Regions from separate parts of the Sus scrofa genome. Here regions 2, 3 and 4 are each linked to region 1. The links are chromatin contacts, called in public Hi-C, HiChIP or PLAC-seq and promoter capture Hi-C maps. All regions are on one chromosome and are shown on one strand. The core of a region is the stretch at or near the end of the contact, and the rest is flanking DNA. Distances in the headings are between cores, read along the strand shown. Region 1 holds the start of LOC100524613 (cytochrome b-c1 complex subunit 2, mitochondrial). Region 2 holds the start of METTL9 (methyltransferase like 9). Region 3 holds the start of CDR2 (cerebellar degeneration-related protein 2). Region 4 holds the start of POLR3E (DNA-directed RNA polymerase III subunit RPC5).

Evidence for each region. Promoter capture Hi-C pulls out the DNA fragments that hold promoters and counts their contacts. Hi-C and Micro-C count contacts between places; a contact is called where the count stands out from the background. HiChIP or PLAC-seq counts read pairs in DNA pulled down with a chosen protein or histone mark.
Region 2: a promoter capture Hi-C map of liver shows a contact between it and region 1, with 6 times the contacts expected there. The contact joins the promoter of METTL9 here to the promoter of LOC100524613 in region 1. A contact is called at or near these places in 2 of 5 promoter capture datasets (fetal liver and liver), 2 of 47 Hi-C or Micro-C datasets (both in skeletal muscle) and 1 of 2 datasets of contacts at active chromatin or transcription factors (skeletal muscle).
Region 3: a contact with region 1 is called in an H3K27ac HiChIP or PLAC-seq map of alveolar macrophages. The contact joins the promoter of CDR2 here to the promoter of LOC100524613 in region 1. A contact is called at or near these places in 2 of 47 Hi-C or Micro-C datasets (heart right ventricle and skeletal muscle) and 1 of 2 datasets of contacts at active chromatin or transcription factors (alveolar macrophages).
Region 4: a Hi-C map of skeletal muscle shows a contact between it and region 1, with 3 times the contacts expected there. The contact joins the promoter of POLR3E here to the promoter of LOC100524613 in region 1. A contact is called at or near these places in 1 of 5 promoter capture datasets (fetal liver), 2 of 47 Hi-C or Micro-C datasets (heart right ventricle and skeletal muscle) and 2 of 2 datasets of contacts at active chromatin or transcription factors (alveolar macrophages and skeletal muscle).

The regions. Positions count from the first base shown.
Region 1 is chr3:24,226,372-24,231,549 of Sscrofa11.1, reverse strand. It overlaps LOC100524613 (cytochrome b-c1 complex subunit 2, mitochondrial), which reads left to right and starts at 2,719. Exons shown (of 14, transcript XR_002342381.1): 1 at 2,719-2,874.
Region 2 is chr3:23,718,138-23,723,315 of Sscrofa11.1, reverse strand. It overlaps METTL9 (methyltransferase like 9), which reads left to right and starts at 3,163. Exons shown (of 5, transcript NM_001243367.1): 1 at 3,163-3,511. The coding sequence starts at 3,347.
Region 3 is chr3:23,793,743-23,798,920 of Sscrofa11.1, reverse strand. CDR2 (cerebellar degeneration-related protein 2) reads right to left here and starts at 2,118. Exons shown (of 5, transcript XM_021086479.1): 1 at 1,754-2,118. The coding sequence starts at 1,832.
Region 4 is chr3:23,878,259-23,883,436 of Sscrofa11.1, reverse strand. It overlaps POLR3E (DNA-directed RNA polymerase III subunit RPC5), which reads left to right and starts at 2,806. Exons shown (of 21, transcript XM_021086481.1): 1 at 2,806-2,956. It overlaps TRNAL-AAG (a tRNA gene), which reads left to right and starts at 2,575; the gene lies at 2,575-2,656.

The DNA of each region.
Region 1 (5,178 bases), core at 1,470-3,969:
CTATCCTTCTTTGATTCTTGCAGCAGTGTTTGACTTAAAATCTATTTTGTTTCATATTATTATAGTCATCCCACATCTCTTTTGGTTACTTCTTGTGTTGAATATCTTTTTCAAGATTGAATATCACTTTCAACCTATGTGTTTCTTGAGATCTAAAATGAGTTCCTCATAGACAGTATATAGTTCCATCACAGTTTTCAACCCATTCTGCCAGCCTTTGGATTGATAATTTTATTTATTTATTTATTTTAGGCCCGCACTTGTGGCATATGGATGTTCCCAGGCTAGGGGTCGAATCGGAGTTGTAGCTGCTAGCCTATGCCACAGCCACAGCAATGCCAGATCTGAGCTGGGTCTGTGACCTACAACACAGCTCACAGCAATGTGGGATCCTTGACCCATTGAGCGAGGCCAAGGATTGAACCCACATCATCATGGGTATTAGTCAGATTCTTAATCCACTGAGCCACAATGGGAACTTTGATTGAGAATTTTAATCCAGTTACTTTTAAAATAATTAGTGATGGGAATAACTTACTTTTGGAATTTTTTATTTTTCTGTATGTCTTACACCTTTTTTGTCCCTCAGGTCATCTATTACTATCTTCCTTTGAGTTTAGTTGATTTTTTTCTTTTATGTTGACATGTTTTGATTTTCTTCTCATTTCTTTTTGCATTTTTTCTGTAAGTATTTTCTTGTTACAAAAGGATTACATATAACATACTAACATTATAATAACCTGTTTTGAAACCAGCATAATTTCCATAGCATACAAAAGCTCCACTCGTACAGCTCTCTGTATCTCTATCTTATGTTTTTGATGGAACAGATTACATCTTTATATATTACTGTAATTCTTTTTAAAACTTTTTTCATATTACTTTTAGAGTTCAGGTTTGATTAGTTTGCATCAAATCTGTGTATCAAATTGGGGATAACTGACGTATTTACTATGTTGAGTCTTCTAATCCTTGTACATGATATGTCTCTATTAATTTAGGTCATCTGTGATTTTTTTTTTTTTTTTTTTTTTTTTGTCTTTTTGCTATTTCTTGGGCCTCTCCCGCGGCATATGGAGGTTCCCAGGCTAGAGGTCGATTCGGAGCTGTAGCCACCGGCCTACGCCAGAGCCACAGCAACATGGGATCGGAGCCGCATCTGCAACCTACACCGCAGCTCCCGGCAACGCCGGATCGTTAACCCACTGAGCAAGGGCAGGGATCGAACCCGCAACGTCATGGTTCCTAGTTGGATTCGTTAACCACTGCACCACAACGGGAACTCCTATGTTTTTTTTTTTTAATTGTTTTAGTTTTCAGCATTTTCAGAACAAACAGTTCGTGTTTTGTTACCCAGTTATTTTTCAACTAATCATTAAGATTTTTTTCCTTTTTCTGGTTTTATTTCATTTACATGTTCACCTACTGTACTGGTTAGTTTTTGTTGTTTGTGAACTCTAGAAAATAGGCATCACACTGAATATAGTTACTTAATGCTTTTACATTTAGCATTGTTTCTAAGACTCACTGATGTCATAAAAGAAGAAACTCATTACCAGCACTACTTGCCATAATATTCAAAATAAATATACAACTATTAAAATAGAACAATGTTCATTTATGTACCAACTTAAAATCATCACATGCATCACTGTGTAAGTGTATCACATTTTCACCACCGGGTATTAGAAGTCGCCTGGTATCTCCTGTTAGATAAGGCGGAGCAATTCACCCACAAGCCAAAGAAGACCTAAGTTTGTGTATGCTTTGTAACATCTACAGTACCAGCCCTTATGAAATTTTAATGCACATATGAATCAACTTGGGATCTTGCAAAGGTGCAGATTTTGATTCTATATGGAACCTAGATTCTGCATTTCAAACAAACTCCTAAATGATATTGATGTTGGTTTCCCAACCACGCAAAGTGGCAGGGTACCAGACTGTTAAGTCCCTGAAGGGCAGGGATCATGCCTTATTCTTTAGAATAGTGTCTGGCACAGGCAACGGCTAAGTTACTACTCGTTGAAGAAAGCACTGAATTCGCTTCCCCCCAGTCACACGACTCCCAATAAGCAACCTTCAGTTCCAGTCTCTCGCGCGAGCGCACCACTACTATTCAAAATTTTTAATCTAAGACAAAACTATAGCTCAGTTTTTATTTTCTACGTAATCCCAGTCTAGAATATAAATTCCATGAGAGTAGAGACCTTAGTTGTGAGGATTTCCTAAATTTCAGTCTCCCCGGACCTGATCTGGAAGTAAGAACAGCGAATTCTCTGGGTAAGGCCTCTGCTCTCATGGAGCTAATGATCTAGCGAGGACTTCAAGCGAGAGGCGATCACACCAGGTTTCTACGTCCAAGCCTTTGCTGCAGGGCAGCCACGGAGACCCGCTCCCAAGGCCACGGCCACCAGGCAGTGGGAAGTCCTGGAACTCAGTCGCCGCGGGGGGGAAAGCCCCGGGCAGGGGCTCTTTCATTGGACAGTCCAGATCGGGAGAATCCAAAGTGGCGGGGGTGCTGGATGGGCTGTCCTAGACGTAGAAAAGGACTACAGAGTGGATATCCGCGCCAGGAAGAGAAATCTAAAAGTGGTCATTTAAATTGCCTTCTGAATATTTCCTTACGAAATTATGTGTCTCCCTAGCCTGCGTCTTGGAGGAATTGGACTGGTCCAACCTCCTCCGGGGAGCAGTAGAGCGCAGGCGGGTCGTGTAGAGAGGCCCCTCAGTAGGCGTGGGAAAGAGTGTCGCGGGGAGAGTTGGGCCATTCCCGCCCTCCGCCACCATCTTGCTCTCCTGTAAGGCGGTTGTGACCGCGGGTCCGAGCAATCTTAAGCCATGAAGCTTATAACCAGAGCCGGATCCTTCTCGGTGAGCACAGCCGGCGGGCTTGGGGCAGGGTTGGGAGAGCAGTTTGTTAGCAAGGTCATACGGACAGGAGGTGCCTGGTTTGGGGTCCCGGTGCCTTGGGCTCTGTTCTGCCCTTCAGCTGAACCCTGCCGGCCAAGTGGTCTGCAGGCTGGGTGGGTCGGGCGGCCGAAGGACAGCTCGTGGTCTGAGTACCGGAGACCCAATGCCGGAAAACCGAAAGAGAGGGAGAGGGTTTGAGAGCCGAGGTGCAGCGACTGGGCGTGGGAGACCTTTGAAGGTCATTAGTGCACTTTGCTGGAGAAGGCGACCGCCAGACCTCGGACGCAGGAGGCCGGCGTAGACCTACCTGTCAGCCTCGGCCCCCCGTCCCTACCCGTCAGCCTCGGCGTATGCTTCTTGGCGTATCACGGAGCATCACCTTTTCCAATGGGCTTATGAGTATGATCCTAAGGAAGAAATGAGCTAATGTCTTTGTAGCGTTTTTCGCAGTGCCTGGAAGTTGTTACTGTGGTCTCCTGCTTTTCTTGATCTCTTGTCAGAGTTTATCCAGGAGGGGTTCTTGGCCTGCCCTCAAGAGCTTAAGCTCATTCAAGCCAAGCCGGAGTGAAGCATAGCTGTTGTCTGGGGAAATCTCCTCTAAGTGTCAGTGTTATATGTGTGGAACGGTAGTTATGGGGGGGGGGTCTTGTTCTCAGATTGAAAAATCTCAGCAAAGCCGCCTTTGTTCCTAGGAGACAGTTGGCAATATCTAGAGACATTTTTGGTTGTAACAACTTGTGGGGGAGTTCTGCACCTGAACATCCTACAGTGCCTAAAGCCATCCACGGCAAAGAATTGTCCAGTCCCAAATGCCAAAATTACCTGGGTTTGCAAGGTAACCTAGGAACCTGATAGAAGGAGGTGCAAAAGACCAGGGAATGGAGTTTCTCTGCACTTAATGTTTAAGTAGATAAACTATGAATTGTACAAATAGCCCTAATTTAGTCTACAATTGTCTTACCCTTCCTAACACCCCTAGACAAACCAGTGATTAGAGGAAAACCCAGTTAGACTGGGCAAAGATCTCCAAAGCTCCTCCTCCATTCCATCCATCTCCACTTTCCAGTAGGAAAAAAATACTCAGTTCCCATCGTGGCTCAGTGGAAACGAATCTGACTAGAATCCATGAGGACACAGGTTCAATCCCTGGCCTTGCTCAGTGGCTTAAGGATCTGGCGTTGCTATGAGCTGTGGTGTAGGTAGTAGACACAGCTCAGAACTGAGCTTGCTGTGGCTGTAGCGTAAGCCAGCAGCTACAACTCCGATTCCCTAGCCTGGGAACCTCCATATGATATGCCACAAGTGCAGCCCTAAAAAAGCAAAAAAAAAAAAAAAAAAAAAAATAAAATTAAAAAAATTTTTAAAATAAAACAGTAAAATCACTAGGAGGGTTAACTATATGAAACTAGGAACCAGCTTAATACAGCACTGATGCTGAATGCACAACCAACAGCCTCCACCCCCTGGACAACACCGAGGGGCATTGCAGCCTCTGAAGGAGGGGGGTCCTTAGAAAAATCTAGTAGCATGTTTGTTTGATCCTGGGAGTACTGAGGATTAACTCTCAGCATCTCTAGTAGTCACCTTATGACCCTTCCACATCATCAAAATGAGGCATTTTGTATCATTTGCCAAAAAAACCTGATTGCAGTTCAGCATTTTGGATCCATAATCTGACATATAAGAGGACCCTTTTACCCTTAATACTGTACATACCACTGTAGTGGGTACATATAGTATATTGAGAATCTGCTATGGATGAAGTTATTGTTCATCTCATGGTATATTAGTCAAAGAAGATAAAACCCTTGGTTGTATAGTATTAGTGTAACGCAGAAGAGAGTGAAGATTCTATGGGAAAAATTGGGGGCTTAGACAAAATTTCTTTTATAGACTTTATCCTTTTTAAAGGTTACCTAAAATGATTAAGGAATGAAATCGTATTGGAAAATAGGCCGAAAAGATGAAACTCTTTGGGCAGATAAGAGAAGCAGTCATGGTAAAATCTGTCTAAAAGGGTATGAATGTGCTATTCCACACTTTTCCAAAAAATTCCAAAGTATTAGAGCTAGAAAGAACCACTTGAAGCCTTAATAAGATAGTTAAAAGGTTTTTTTAAAAAACAAAAACAAAAACAATAGTTCCGTCATGGCACAGCAGAAACGAATCTGACTATGATCCTTGAGAACCAGGTTCAATCCCCAACCTTGATCAGTGGGTTCAGGATGTGGCTGTGGTGTAGGCTGGCAGCTGTAACTCCAATTC
Region 2 (5,178 bases), core at 1,914-4,413, 510 kb after region 1:
GAGCAACATCCCCTCAGGCCTTGTCTACTATAGGGAGCGGATCTGTGTTACATCCAGGTGGACATTAATCTCTAACCCGCTCCTCAACTGATAGAAAAGAATGAGAGGAACGGTGACTCTCAGTCTAAGGAAGAGAAGAGCAACCATACAACTTACAGGGCCTTTCCACCTCTAACACCCCTATGGGACAAGGACTGATACAGGTAACTGGACAAAGCCAATGGTTGAAAACCCTATCTTTCTGGACCCCATGTTGGTAGGACCCACCCCATCTTTAAGGGACCCCATGTTGGTACCCCCCCCCCCGTCTTTAAGGGATAAACACCCCTAGAGGACAATGGAGAGGGGGACTCTTCTTCTCTCTCCCAGTCCTGTCCTGGGAGCTGTTTGCTTTCCTGTGAGAAAGACTTTGCTTGAGTGCTGCCTGTGTGTTTGCGAAGGTCATTCTTCGGCTCCGTGAACAAGAACCCGGATTCTGGTAACATGTTTCCAGCGTCACGTGGACCTTTCTTTGACACGCCACAAAATATTAAGAAGCATAAAGTCCATGCTTTATGCTTCCTAAGTCCATGAAAACATGTGCTTATATGAGTTCTTCTTAGACCATTATCACTTCAAAGAGATGACAACGAGCCACATAGACACATTCGGTGTCCTCTACAGATCTAGCTCTCTCTTCCTACAGGTTCTCTTCGTCATTGAAAAGAGAACATAAAAAATGCCATCGCTGGTAGCCGATAAGAACAATTACAACAAAAAGCGCCCCACTCCGAGTTCTAGATAGGAAAGTGATCCAGTCAAGATTTGGGGCCTGGGCACAAAGCTGTGACCCAAGCTAGATACCTGAGCCCTTGTCAGGAGGGCAGTAAAGAGCCCAGCACAGAGGGTGTCATTTATGTGTCTTTTGAATATCATTGCATTTCAAAGCCACGTTAGAAAGAATACCGGCTCCTCTTTGGCCTTTCGTGTTATCTGCGCCTTTCCCCCTCTCCATGATGGATAACTGAAGTTTTAATATACAGTAGTGACATTCTAGCAGATGAAGGAAGGGGCAGTCCCTGAGGGCAATGTGAACTTCTGCTTAGTATATTTACTCTTGCTGTTTTCCTTCCTCCTCATTTGTAATTCAGGAGGCTCTCTGAGAAGAGACAGACAGCAAGGCTTCTTACATGGATCGAAGGACCGTGAGCTGGGATACCAGGTTCTATGAAAAGGTCTGCTATTGACTTTGCTTTGCTCCCTTTACGCAAATCATTTGATCACGCTGTGCTTTGGTTTCCTCCTGTGCTTGCTAAGGGTAAATGACTTCTTCTCGAGGATCTGGGGGTTATTATAAAGCATTTTAAATGTGTGTGATTTACTTTTCCAGACCAGCTGCTCAGGTCGAAAGTGAACACCTGCTCCTTTGAGATGCTAGGCTTGGTGGCAGTCAACTGACCCCCCCCCCCCAGTCCTGGAGAGGACAGCAGCCATCTAGTTGCTTCTTGTTCATCTGATGCATTGTGCAGTCTCTGAGCTGCAGCTCATCAGGCTTACTGTACAGTTAGGGGGCTTATCTTTTGATCTCCTTTGTCCACAGAAATATGTTCTTTTATATAGGCATGCTGCTTTTACCTCCTCCCAGGGCCCTCCCTCTAAAAAGATGAAGGCTTTCTTTGGCACAGAGCTGCTTTGACTGTGACATTGATCCCAAGAGACAGTGGAGAGAGGTGACACGGTAAACAAACTGAACTATCTGGGCTTGCTCCTATAGTTCCTTTTTGATGATTTGGGCCAGGACCACTAGGGGTTTGAACTAGATTTAGTAAGGTGCAGGCTCTTGGGGTTTGGCAGGAAGCAGTCAGGGAGTATGCTGCAAAGAGAATACAAAGCACCCTCCCCCTTTCCCTGGCCTGCCCTTTTTTTTTTTTTTTTTTTTGGTTTGCTTGTTAGGCAACAAGATGTCCCTTTTAGCCAAAGGTGCCAAGCTGAGTCTCAGAAGCCAATAAAAATGTCTGTGGGTAAGGGACAGTTTTTTCCCTCATCAGTGGATCACCACAGCCACTGTTAAAAGACAATCTCTGAAGTTCACTAATGGAGTTACCAGAAAGGTCTATTGCTTTTGTTTGAACGAAGATAAAGTGTATTTACATGATTTCTAGTGCAGTTAAATTAAAAGCATTTTCTAAACGAACCTAGAAAGGTGTTAAAGCGAGAGGGCCCATGAAATAGGTCACTCACTTGTAGCTTAGGTGGCAGCAGGAAGAACTTCAGACACAGGAACACAGTGTAACCCTTCAGTTTTGAAACGTTGCTAGGTCTTCCCGTGCTATAAATGATCAAAGAAACATCTGGGTAAATATTGCTCCTAAAGCTTAGCTGGCTTTAAGGAGTGTTGGGTCTGACTTCCGTTAGTTCAAGGAAACAAGCATCCAGGGACTCTTAATTTGGGGTCTTCGTTCTTGGACAGAGTCATTAACACACCAAAATATTACGTGCAGGTGTCCCAGCTGCAGGAACTTCCAACAAAGGCAGAGCTTTCGCTGATGCCTCTTAGGAACAGTAGCCAGCAACTTGCCAGGCCTGGGGGACTGGGCGGGGAGGTGGTGAAGGGTTGGAGGTAGCCCTTCCCCTCTAGATGCCCATTCGCTTGGCAGGGTGGAGATCCTGGGGGTGGGGGCCTGGCTGGTCGGCTCTAAATGTAAATAGGAAGCCACGCAACTGAGCCAGAAATAGTTACGAACTGACAGTCTCCGTCTCTGGCGAATACTTGGTCCGAGTGTCTGAATATACGAAAGGGAGGAGGCTCGCCGCCTGGGTCAATCTGCACAACCAGGTGAAAGACCCGCAGGGGGCTGGATGAGGGGCTCAGAGCAAAGACTCAGGGGAGGAAAGGCCAGAAGAACTACGGACACTACCTTGGAGGGATGGGGAGGCCTCAGTTACCGCCTTTGGAAACGATCTCCCCTGGCCTAAACATATTAAAACCGTTTCCGCCATTACAAGCCGACACCAGACGGGAGGCGGGAGCGCGCTCCCTTTGTCCCGCCTCCCGGGCGGACAGCCCATGGGGCGGAGGGAGCGTGCTCCGGAGGGGGCGCGCCGCAGCAGCGCGTACGTGGTCCGTGTGGAAACTGGCGCCCGCGGCGGCGGCGTTCCGCGGGCGGAGAGGAAGGGGGAGGCGAGAAGGCTGCGCACCGCCCGCTCTTCCCCACCCCCGCCCCCCGCCTCGGCCCTAAAAGGGGCTGGATGGGCAAGTTGGGCGCGATGGCTCGAGCCCGGGCAGCGGCAGCTGCGGCTGGAGGCGGCGGCACGTCCTCCTCGCCCCGGCGCCGGCGGTGATCGGAGCGAGCGGCCGCGGCCCCCGATGAGACTGTTCGTGGGCTGGCTGTGCCTGAGCCTGGCGTCCGTGTGGCTGGCGAGGAGGATGTGGACGCTGCGGAGCCCTCTCACCCGCTCCCTGTACGTGAACATGACGAGCGGCCCGGGCGGGCCGGCGGCGGCCGCGGGTGGCAGGAAGGACAACCACCAGGTACGCGGCCGAACCCGGGCCCGGCGGGGCGGGGGCGTGGCGGCCGGCCTTCCCGCGCTCGGCCGGGCTATTGTGCCGGGCGTCGTGGCGAAGGGGCCCCCGGGCCTCGCCCCAGCGCCCCACAAAGTTTCCCCCGCGTCTTCCCCGCCGGACGCCGGGTCCAGGCCCAGCGGTGCCTTTTGTTCCGCGGCGCGGCGGACGACGGCCTCCCGGGTCCCTCCCCCGCCCAGGCATGGGCGCCCCGGAACCCCACATTGTTCCCGGGTCCCGGGCAGTGATTGCAGGCGCTCGGCCACCTCGGCGTCGGCTCCCCGGAGCGGGACCGAGGAACTTTCGGGCCAGCGCGTGGTGACGGGGACCCACCTGGCACCGGGGCCTGAGATCTAAATAACCGGATCAAACCCATTACCCCGGACGGCCTTCATTACCCCTGAGAATCCAACCGAAAAGCCGGTCCCTCTTTTTGTCTGGTTGAATCTCTGAACGTACAAAGGGTCATAAAGAAATGTAACCGTGCGTCGTGAGCCATTTAACTCTCTGGCTCCTTCGGGTGACATTTTCCCTCTGCCTTTAAAAAAATGCGTTTGACAGGTCGTCGTCACTCTTGTCCTATGGAACCTTCCCTAAGGGAGATCTCCTTTAAACTTGGGTGTTGGTGTCTGACTGGCGAGATGCGATAGGAACGAAGATGGTGCGAGCATTTACTAGAAGGGTTTTGTTAAAAGAGAACTGGGCAAGAGTGTTTTTGTTTTTTGTTTTTTTTTAATGAGTTATGGTTCTGGATCGTGGAATGATGCGATGTGGCCGGCTGGGTAGTCTTCATTAGCTTAGGTTTGTGCCACTGAAGCCTGTGGAGGTCCTATCTGACCATAATGTCGTTTGCGGTTAACATTTCATTCATTGAAAAGAGGCTTTTGAACTCTGCCAGAGTGTTGGCATATCATAGCCAACATTTATAGTACATGTTGGCTTCTCAGAGAGCAGTAGCTAATTATTCCATCTTGTGTCTCATCATTTTCATAGCTTTCTCGTTTTCCTGTGTTACTTTTCTTAATATACCAGGTGTTCAGAGAGCAACACCCAGGTTGTTTTGATGTGTTTTCATGAAACTAGAGAATGATCTTAGGAGACAGAGCAATTCATTCAGAAAAATAGTATCTAGTTTTTATTTATTAAATATTTATGGTGGCTCTTTTTCTATTTTTAAAGGAAAACATACTTTTTTTTTCTTCTTCTTTTGTAATCCCACAGCTCTTGTACTTTGTTAGGTAATCACTCCTATGATATTGTTCGGAGTGTCCTTAAAGTTAGTAGGTGATCTTAACTTGTAAAACCACATTCTTGGCTATAGAGTAATTAGTCATTTTTAGAGTTGGGCTATACTGACACTGTAGTTAACCAAAATGTCCCATATCCATAAGGAACATGGATAATGGTGTAAAATAATAAATAGAAATGTCATTTCCAACAGTCGATGGACCTAAGGTTCTGGGTAGGATGAAAAGAAGACCTTTCCATTGATATGGAATTACGGTCAAATCTTTTGGCTGTAGGCGTTTATTACAACACTTGTGATTATCTCTATTGCAGTACACCTGATACTTTCAGTGCTCAAAAAAGAAATGGACTAATTTAAAAACTGAGAAACTAAGGAACCTGATTTTTGT
Region 3 (5,178 bases), core at 869-3,368, 430 kb after region 1:
TAAGGCACCTGAGAGAAGAGAGCCATGAAAACAGGGATCTTGTTTGAGTGTCGGGATGAGCTTCTACTACCTGCTAAGTATTATGCTAGATTCAAACCAACCAACCAACCAACCTACCAGCCTGTACAGATCTACGCCTTCTAAACACAGTAAAAAAATACTTAGCTTTGATTACAGGATGAACTGCGGAATGTATTATAGGGGAATGCTGCAAGTGCACAGTGGTTGCCTCATAAATCCTGGAGAAAGTATCAAACTAGGCCATCAACCCTTAGGGGGAATTCTGAAAACAGGTTAAAATGTAAGACAAATGTGCCTTGTGGACCTTGTGAATATGATGGCAAATACGGCATGCACTGCAGCCACTGAAGAGCTTCGACTATATAAGCATAACGGTGAACTCCTGCGACTGTCCACTCCATACTGATGTAAGAAATTATCTCCCCCCTCCCAAAGAGCTCCTTATGTTCCTTTTCTAAGTATGAGTCATTTAAGCCCATATTCCCCAGCCCCCAAGTTCAATGGTTAGCATGAACAAACAATCACGGTCATTTAATAGTCAACTACATGAGGTGTTAATTTTTTGTGCCAGTTTAGAGCTGAAAAAGCTGATGTGCACAGCATTGCTGAAACAGAAGAGGCCTGGAGAAAAAAACAAAAAAACAAAAAACAAAAAACCCACAACTCCTGAGGAGTATTCAGCATCCAGGATGAGGGCTGAGAAAGTTTACTTTGGAGTTTGGAGTGGAACCCTAGCTCCCCCAACAGCAGTACTCAGTACTTCTTTGCCATAGCACTGCCCTACGAAATGAGCGAGCACCTGTGTGAAGGGGCCTGTTAGCGTCTGGCACACCAACAGCTTCCCCAGTTGCAAGTCCCTGCTATTAAGAGGCAAAAAACTGGCATTGGCTCCAAAGTGAAGGCCCCTCTAAGGTGTCTCTCTGGAGACAAGAAATCCAAGACAGGCTAGGGCCTGTTTTAAACGAACACCTGTTTTTAACTAGAAAGCAAGGGTGCAAATTGAAGGAAGGGGAATACCGCTGAAGTGCCCTCAAGTCATGTCCCTTGCATCTGGTGAACACAAGCAAAAATTTTCCCGCAACTGAAAAAGCCGTAAAACAGGTGGTGAAGAGATAAGGTTTGGGCAGAGGCTACGACGACTCCCCAGTCTGAGTGTGTGGCTTCATAAATACGTTCTCCCCCACTTAATCTGGAGGAAGGCACTTGGCAGCGTTAGTCTCCGCTTTGCCCATCTGGAAAATGGGGATAACACAAGTTACTCTCTCGCGGAGTTATGGTGCCCATCGAATGTGTGAAAAGGGCTAGACAAGGTTCCTGCCACCTGCAGCAGCTCACACTTGGCACCGACTGTGTTTTCTCCCGGAGGCGGAGAGGCAGCAGGGGCCCCTGAGCCCAGCAAGGGCTCCCCTCTCTGCTCCGAGTAATGCCATGGGGATTAAATCAGTTAATCTGGGGAAAGCGCGTCAAACGGTGCCTGGCGCCCAGCTAGCAGGAGGGGTGATGATGGTGATGCTGATATTGGTACCTGCGCAGAAGCCCGAGTCCCGCGCAGCGCAGTTCCCCGGGGCGGGATGGGCAGGCGCGACAGTCCCAACACCAGGTGAGCGCCAGACCTTCCCTGCACTTGGCATCTGTTGGCCCCGAGGAAAAGCAACTTTTTAAGTTTCGCGGCGGGAGAAGCCGTGAGCCGGCAGCGCCCCGGCCAGGCCCTGCCAGGCGACCGCGCCCTCACCTTGCTGGAGGTCCTGGTGGTCGTACCACGGCTCGTCCTCCTTCATCTCAAACTCCTCCACCAGGTTTTCCGCCAGCATCTCGGCCGGCTCTTCCGGGGGCAGCGGCCCCCGCCGCCGCCGGCCCGCCTCAGCCGCTGCCCCGGGCTTTCCGCCGGCCCCTCCGCCCTCGGCCAGAGCCGCCCTCGGGCGGGACGCGCCGCCGCCCTGGCTCTGCCGCGCAGTCCGACCACAGCTAGCCGCCGCTGCCGCCGCGGGGCGGCTCGCAGCGCAAGCCTCGGACCGGCTTTCCGACTCGCCTCGCGCAGCTCAAAGAGTCCCAACGGCCAGCGCCCAGGCGCTAGCGCCCCGGCCGGCGCCCAGAGCCGGCTCCTCACGCCGCAGCCCGGCCCAACGTGGCACTTTGGCAGAACCCTCCCCGATCTGGGCTGCGATTCAAACCCCCGGCGGCGCCTCAGCCAATCGCGAGAGGGATGTCGGCCGAGCGGCAGCGACATCGTCCAATCCCGTCTCACTGCAGTCCCGCGGTTCGCCGGGTTTCAAGGGCAAGCAGCCAATGGGAACTCCGGGGGAAACAAAGAAGGCGGGAAAAGGGGAAGGGGTGCGGCCGAAGGTCCCGCCCCTCTCTGCTTTGAGTAGCTACTGGGCGTATTCGCGTTACACAGGTGTGGATGTGGCGGCCTCAGCGGCCACTGTGGTGGGTGTCGGGCGCGCTGGCCAGTGGACTGGCTGCGTGGGCGTGAGGGGCGGGAGTCTGGCCTCGGAGCATAAGGCAGTTGCTGGCAGGCGGCGTGAAGGGTTCCGGGATCCTGAGATCCGCTGTCCCGCCGGCCTCTGCTGGTCTTTTCACGCCCAGATTTGGTCTCCTCTACGCAGAGAAATTGAGGGTCGGTCGAAAGTTTAGGGCTGTTAGCTATTTTCTCCTTGATATCTGAGTACAATCAGCTGAGGATTGTACTCACTCCCCCTGAAACGGTGAGCCTCAAACCCACTTGAGTATCTGGGGACAAACAGGAACCGGTGCAGTTGACGGTAACTTAGCCTTAAAAAAAAAAGAAAGAAAGAAATTGCAGGCATTTTTGCATACTTTTAAAAAGATTCACAGATCACAGGACTCTGGAGTCATAATGTTAACACCTGCAGAGAATGCAGTCGAAGCACTAGATGGCCAGCAGAGCAGTGAACACTCGTCTCCAAAGACAATAGCAAAATAAATAACTGCCGGTAGGTTGTGGATTTCACCAGCATTGTGCAGACAAAACACAGACATTTTAAAATAGGGTTACAGACCAGAAGGTCAGTGTTCTCAGCCTTGATGTAACGGTAATGCACAGCTGACAGACAACGGTGCTGTCTCTTAAAGTAGAATGCGCACTAATAAACGTAGAAGGACTTACGGTGTTAGAAGTAATAAAAGCAGAAATGGTAAACTGATAAATTCTTTTCTTCTGAAGCCAAATATGCTAAAAGGTAAAATGTTACTGATAAATTTTTTATTGCTAGGCTAAGACAGAAGCTAGGTTGTGCGTCTAGCTAGTCTAGCCTGTACTGCTCTAATTGTCAATATTCTGGTAGAGAAATTAGTCCCTAGCCGAAAGAAAATAATCACACCCAACTATCTTTTTTTTTTTTCTTTGCTTTCTAAAAAATTTATTTATTTATTTTGTCTTTTTAGGGCTGCACCCATGGCATATGGAGGTTCCCAGGCTGGGGGTCAAATCGGAGCTGTAGCTTCGATCTACACAGCTGATGGCAATGCTGGATACTTAACTCCCTGAGGGAGGCCAGGGATCAAACCTGTGTCCTCATGGTTGCTAATGAGATTCGTTAACAACTGAGCCACCGCAGGAACTCCAAACTCAACTATCTTAATTTAAAAGTCACTATGGATAGAGCTCTTTGGAAAGAGAGATGATTGGATTTAGGATTTGTGGATGGTGATTTGTGGAAGCTGAAGGGGCAGAAACATGTCTCTGATCGCTAAGAGACAGTTTTTTAGTCTCTAATCTGCAAGATTGAAAGTGCTGACTTTTTCCTCCATGGCAGAAGCTTGTTTTTGACTCCAAATCAAATGGGAAAGTGCATCGAAATGCTCTTTTAGAGTCTTCAAAAATCAACAAGAAACATAACAACAATGAAATTCAAGAATGATCCGGAGATAAAAGTTACTGATGATTTAAAATGGCACGGCAAGAAAACCCCAATACAATCCCCCCCCAAACCCAAATATAACAACAATAAACTCAGCCTTTTTGTATTAGTGGGTTGTTTCGTTTTTTCTTCTTGGCCACACCTCAGCACGTGGAGGTTCTGGGGCCTGGGATCCAACCTAACCACAGCTGTGACAAAACCGAGGCCACCAGGGAACCCTATAGGTTCTTTTTAAGGACACTATTTGGGGAAACTTCCCTCTCACCTGAAAAAGCTTGAACAAAAATTGCCTTGAACAAGAAAATTAGTTTTTAATGCTAAAAGCCTAGCTTTGGAGGGGTCTCCCTCATTCTTGTAGAGTCATAGCTGAAAAGCAATCATCAGTTGCCTCTTCAGCAATATTATTATTTGGTTTTGTAATTGGTTAGTGAATAACAACTGAAGTTGATTCTAAAAGGAGGCTTTGGGGTTTTCATTTAATAATTCATGCATATTTAGTGCATCTACCTGCTCAGCCTAATTGTTCCCCCGTTTTGCTACATTTATTTATTTATTTATTTATCTTTTTAGGGCCGTATCCTCGGCATATGGATGTTCCCAGGCTAAGGGTCAAATTGGAGTTGTAGCTCCTGGCCTACACCACAGCCACAGCAACGCCAGATCCGAGCCGTATCTGTGACCTACACCACAGCTCACTGCAATGTTGATCCTTCACCCACTGAGGAAAGCCAGGGATCAAACCTGTGTCCTCATGGATACTAGTCAGATTCATTTCCGCTGAGCAGGGATGGGAGCTCCCATTTTGCTACTTTTAAACTCTTTTATATAAAACATTTTGTGTTGAAGAAGAACCATTTTCAGAAGTCTTTTATTCCTGATTGTAAGATGTTCTTTGGCGTTTTGTTGCTATAGTAAAAATAGGTAATGATAGTTTTTAGATAATAGTGGTGGCTTTAAAAAAAAACTCTAAGTGGGAATTCCTGTTGTGGCGCCTCGGAAACGAATCCGACTAGGAACCATGAGGTTGTGGGTTCGATTCCTGGCCTCGCTCAGTGGGTGAAGGATCTGACGTTGCCGTGAGCTGTGGTGTAGGTCGCAGACACTGCTTGGATCCCGAGTTGCTGTGGCTGGGGTGTAGGCTGGCAGCTGTAGCTCTGATTGGACCCCTAGCCTGGGAACCTCCATGTGGCCCTAAAAAGCAAAAAAAAAAAAAAAAAAAGAAGAAGAAGAAGAAGAAGAGTGCCTGGATTTTGCTGGGCTAAATTTGTATCTTGGC
Region 4 (5,178 bases), core at 1,557-4,056, 350 kb after region 1:
AACCCCCATGTCCATCCGCACTGCCCACAGCTGGAGGCGGACGCCCTTCGGCCTAACAGGCCTCTAGAATGGGGATGGGGGACAAATGGACAGTGTTTGATCTGTGGTGCTTGCCCAGTCCCCTCCACCTGCCCCATTAGCCACACCAAGGGGCAGCCGATTGGACCCGCCAAGGGACAGTCAAGGATTCTCCCCCTACATAAAGCTGCTGGGACCCCGTGGGTCCAGGAGTTCTGATGCAATATTCTGCTTCTCCTGCTTACTAGTTTCACATCTGATTGTCACAAGACAGCTGGGTAATGGGGCTCCAGGTCTGCAAGAAATGTGCAAAAGGAGGCCCTGTGCTCTGCCTTCTAGGATCAGCCTGTATCCCCACAGGCTTCTGTTAAGCATTCGGTTGAGTACGTTTGGGTAGGCACAGAGCTGAATTGCTCCAGAATATTCTGGCAGAAATATCTTTAGCTGTATTTGAGCCATTATCATGCAATTGATGTTCTTTTTTTAAATTTAAACTTTATTTTTTGAGGGTCTTTGGTCCAATTGACCCAATAGCCTTAGCTTTAGCAGAAAAGAGGACTTCATTACCATGATAAAGGGATGTCTCTGAAGAACATGAAATCTCCTGGGCTCTGGGAAGAATCTTGAGATGGGAGCCACAACACCATCAGGATTTCTCTATGATCCTCTGCTCTTCTTCTCATTTTTATCATTCTTTTTACGTACACTGGCTTCCTCTGTTTCTCTAGTCCATCTCACAGAATACGGCCACCCCAACTCCCACTTTCTCCCTAGTTCCAGTCAATCTCAGAGACTAACTCCAACCCTTAACACAGTCAAAATAAATCAGGAACTCATCTTGTCTCAGTTCAGATTGAGAATCTGAATGACCCAACCCCCGTCCAATATTTACCATTGAGCCCCTGGGACATGGTGTGGAAGAAGGGACCAGAGCACAAAGGTGGCTGCCTGGGGACCGACTTTGGATAGACTCTGGGCTGGTCAGGCAATTCCTGGAAAAGAGGGATCAGGCAGAGATTCCCCCAATTGTCCTCCTTTTGGAAAACCCAGCGCACAAGTGAAAAACAAATACAGTCTCTCCTGATACTATAACATTCTGCCTGGATCAATGTTTTCCTTGATCTCAAGGACTATTCCTCATTTAGCTTTGATCCCTGCTCTGCTCTTTGTGCCTGCTCTGGTCTAGATAGATGGCTTTTTCTGTATTTTTTAAAAGATTCCTTTAACAAACTCTCCCAGGACAATGAAATCTTTGCATATCAATACTTAACATGAAGGGAGGAAAAAAAGGGTTGAAGAGGAACTGAAGAGAAGGAGGAATATGAACTGCCCAAATATTAGGGTGTGTGCCAACTGGATATTTACCAGAAACTTGAATTTAACAACTTAATATAAACAACGTAAATTCCATATTCATAGCATGGAATAAATTAGATCTACATCTGTCAAAAATAAATAGAAAAAACATAACTAGAGTAGAAAAGCAAGTGGCAGAATGATATAAGTACAATATAGTAAGGTTTACATAAATGAAAAGCAAAAAATCATAGTATATATTGTTCCTGGGTATATGTACACAGGGGTGGACAGGTGGATAGAAAAGTATGAGAAGTGGACTGGAAGGATACGCATCAAATTCATGACATTTGGGAAGAGGCTTTTATTTTTATTTGTAATAGTCCATTTTTATTTGTAATGGTCTAATATTTTTAATGGATTTTTTAAAGGACAACATATTCGTACTTTTAATAACAAAAGCATATAGGTAGGGAAAAAAGTATACATAGGAAAAAAATTGAAAGTGAAATGCCACAACGTTAGGTGGTGGGTGTATGGATAATTGTTTTTTCTTTGCGCTTTTTCTGTATTTTTAAATATCTATATATGTATCAACCTGGATAGATATTTAAGAAACATAGTGGGGTGAAAAAAGTCAGCTGCAGATAATCATAGTATAATAATATTTATATTCATGTAAAAATCCACAATGATAAAAACGAAACACTCTCCATGGATATATCTATCCATATGAATATATCCGTATATATCCATATAAATTCACAGCAAAAGATCCAGAAGGATACACAGTGTACTAAGTGGAGGGACTTCAATGGGGGACAAAGGTAAAAGAACATTGGTACTTCGTCTGAAAAATTTTAATATTTTGCAATAACCCACATAAAACTTGTGTAACTAAAAATGAAAACACCTGAGCTTTTAGAGAAAACGGCCCACTCGAAAATCCCCCTGGTTTGGCTTTTGGAGCCCCTGGCGCAGGTTACTGCTGAAGTCCATGATGTCTTCCGTGTGGGTTAATTTAGGGTCTCCGGGTTTAATGCCCACTAAGAATACAGATTCTTAAACTGCTTTTCATTCTAAGATCGGTTCGGAACAAGACTGGTCTAAATATTAGAGGAAATATTTTATTTTCTGTACCTGGTATATTCTAAATAGTTCTATTAAGATGAAGTAAAGCACTTAAGCGGAAGAAGAAACGTACACGCAAATGCACATAAACGTATGAAGTAGTTTTCTGGAAGGCACTTTGCATAACCGGGTAGCGTGGCCGAGCGGTCTAAGGCGCTGGATTAAGGCTCCAGTCTCTTCGGGGGCGTGGGTTCGAATCCCACCGCTGCCAAGGTCAATCTTTTGACGGTTTGCAGCTGTTTTGCGCCAGCATCAGCGCCCCCTGCTGCCGGGAAGGGCTGGCTCACCTCATGAATGGAGCGGCGGAGGGGGGCGGGTCCGCGTGCGCCGGGGCGGGGCATTGTGGGTAAAAGGAAGCGCGAGGGCTGGCCCTGCTCCCCCCACGTGTCCGCCCGAGTTTCTCCACCGGCAACATGGCCGCTGCCTGAGAGAAGAGCCGGGCCGCCGCCGCCTCTGCAGCCCGCGGGTACCTGGGCCGTTGCAGCCGCCCGCCTGCGGGCCCCGCGGAGAGGTGAGTGCCGAGTGGGCTGCGCCTGCCCGGGCTGGAGCCGGGCCGCACTCAGGAGGTGGGCCTGGGCTGGGCTGCGGAGTAGGCCGGGAGGCCCGCGCCGCGCGGTGCCCAGAGGCCGGGGGCCGCTCGGGACTCGGTGGGGGAAGGACGGGCAACCTGCCTCAGTCGACCTGGGCCGGCCGCGGGCTTCGACCTCGGCTGGGCCCGGTGGTTGGTGAGGCCGCGGCCGAGGCTGCCGGCGGTGACTCAGGGGCCAGCCGCCTTGCCCCGCCCGGCTCAGGCGGGCCTCCTTATGGGAGCACCTGTCCGAAGGCAGCCGGTGACCTGCCGGCGTGGCGGCTCGTAGCGATGGCTGCGTGGTGGGCGTGAGAAGGGGGCCTGACCACCCGCGAGGGAGGCGAAACCCATTGGACAGTGTGGCTCGGGGCCGGCGGCCCGCCCTGATGGGCAGGGGGAGGATACCCAGGCCCTCTCCTGGCTGCTGAACCAGAGCAGCCTCCGCGCGGCCAGGCCCGGATTTCTTCATTCATTTATTCCAGCCACCACTCAGGGCTAATTGAAAACCAACTACGGGCGGCTGATACAGCCCTGACCATTTGGTCGGAAGAGGTGTCAGTAAGCACGTCAAGTAAACCAGTAAATAAATAAACAAGGTCGCTCTGTTGTGTTAGCTTTAGAATCGTTGGGGCTTGGGGGCAGAAAGAGCTCTTAGCAAGCTTCACAATTTCTTTATCTGTGAAATGGGGATAACAGAATTCCCCACCTCATAGGGTTGTGGTGAGGACTAAGTAGGGTAAGGCGGGAGAAGCCCCAGCTTACAGCATTTTGATTCCTGGCTAGATCTCCTACCCTTTTATATTGGAAGAAAATGTGCCAAGTTGTAACAAACCTGTCCTTGGCTTACATTTATACCTTATTTAACCCTCACCACAGTCCTCTGAGGTCGGTACTTTTGTTATCCCCATTTTAGGGATGAAAATAACGAGCAGTCCTAAGATCAAACAGCTCCAGGTGGGACAAGGGTAGCGAGCAGCAGACCTGGGATTTGAACTTACAGAGTTCTGCCTCAGAGTCCATGCTCTTACCCACCGTACTATCCTGCTTTTTGTTAAAGATGCCTGCAGCATAGTAGTTAAGAACCAGAATAAGGATCTTTTGCCATCAGCTAGACCTAGGTTTGTGTCCTAGCTCTGCCGTTCTCCAGCACTGTGACCCTGGGGTAAGTTAACACTCTGAACTTTGTTTTCTGCTTTCTTAATTGGAGATGGTAAATCTTGATTTAAAGGGCTATTGAGCAGAGAAATGGGAATATGTATTTTAAGTTCTTGGAGAAGGGAGGGTCTGACTCTAGTTTTAAGAGGTAATTCTTCTAGCCCCTAGGCTATCCTTCCCTTGAATGGAAGTGGAAAGGGATGACCCAAAGAGGGGGGGAACGTGTGGAGGGGCACACAGCCAATAAGAACCCGGACCTTGAGACTATTTGCCCAGGGGCCTTTCCCCTTAACTCCGAAGCATCTTGTCCTCACCCTATCTCACTCCCTCTAGGAGCTGGAGATTATTTGCAGTCCCCTCTGCTTTTCAGTTTGGTGGACAGCATAGATGGATGCAGCTGGCTGGGGCCTTCAGGCTGCTCCTCTGCTCTGAACACCTCCTTAGCTCACCTGGCATTCTTGTCCCCTTTCCATTTGTCGAGCAAAACCCCTGATGGGGTCTGTTTTCTGTGCCCAGCACCATGGAGCCACAGCCACAGTGTCCCCTTGTGGCCACAAGTCACCCTGTGGAGGCCCAGGGGTTCACTCACTCCTGCTAGGGAAGCTTAGCTTGTGGTGGCCTGGGAGGACAGGCTACACCCCTATCCTCATGTGTCCAGGAGACCCAAGCCATGAGGCCACTAGTCTCTCAGTGGGGCTGAGCTAGACTCACTGGGTACAGGGTCTGTAGCTGCCTGACGTATGCGTTTTGTGTACTGTATTGAGTGATAATTTTATGCCAGGTCCTGTTCTACATATTGGGAGATCAGCATGAATTTTTTTAAAAAGATAGTAATCCCTCTATCAACTCAGCTTCAACTTTTGTGGTTGAAGCCCTGAGAGGCTGTCATGGAGCTTACATTCTAATGCAGAAGATAGACAACTCAGAAGCAAATAGACTAGGTTTTTCCAGATGGTGATAAGAACCTGAATGTGGTCGTGACTGGAAACAGTTACAGGGCGGAGGTGCTG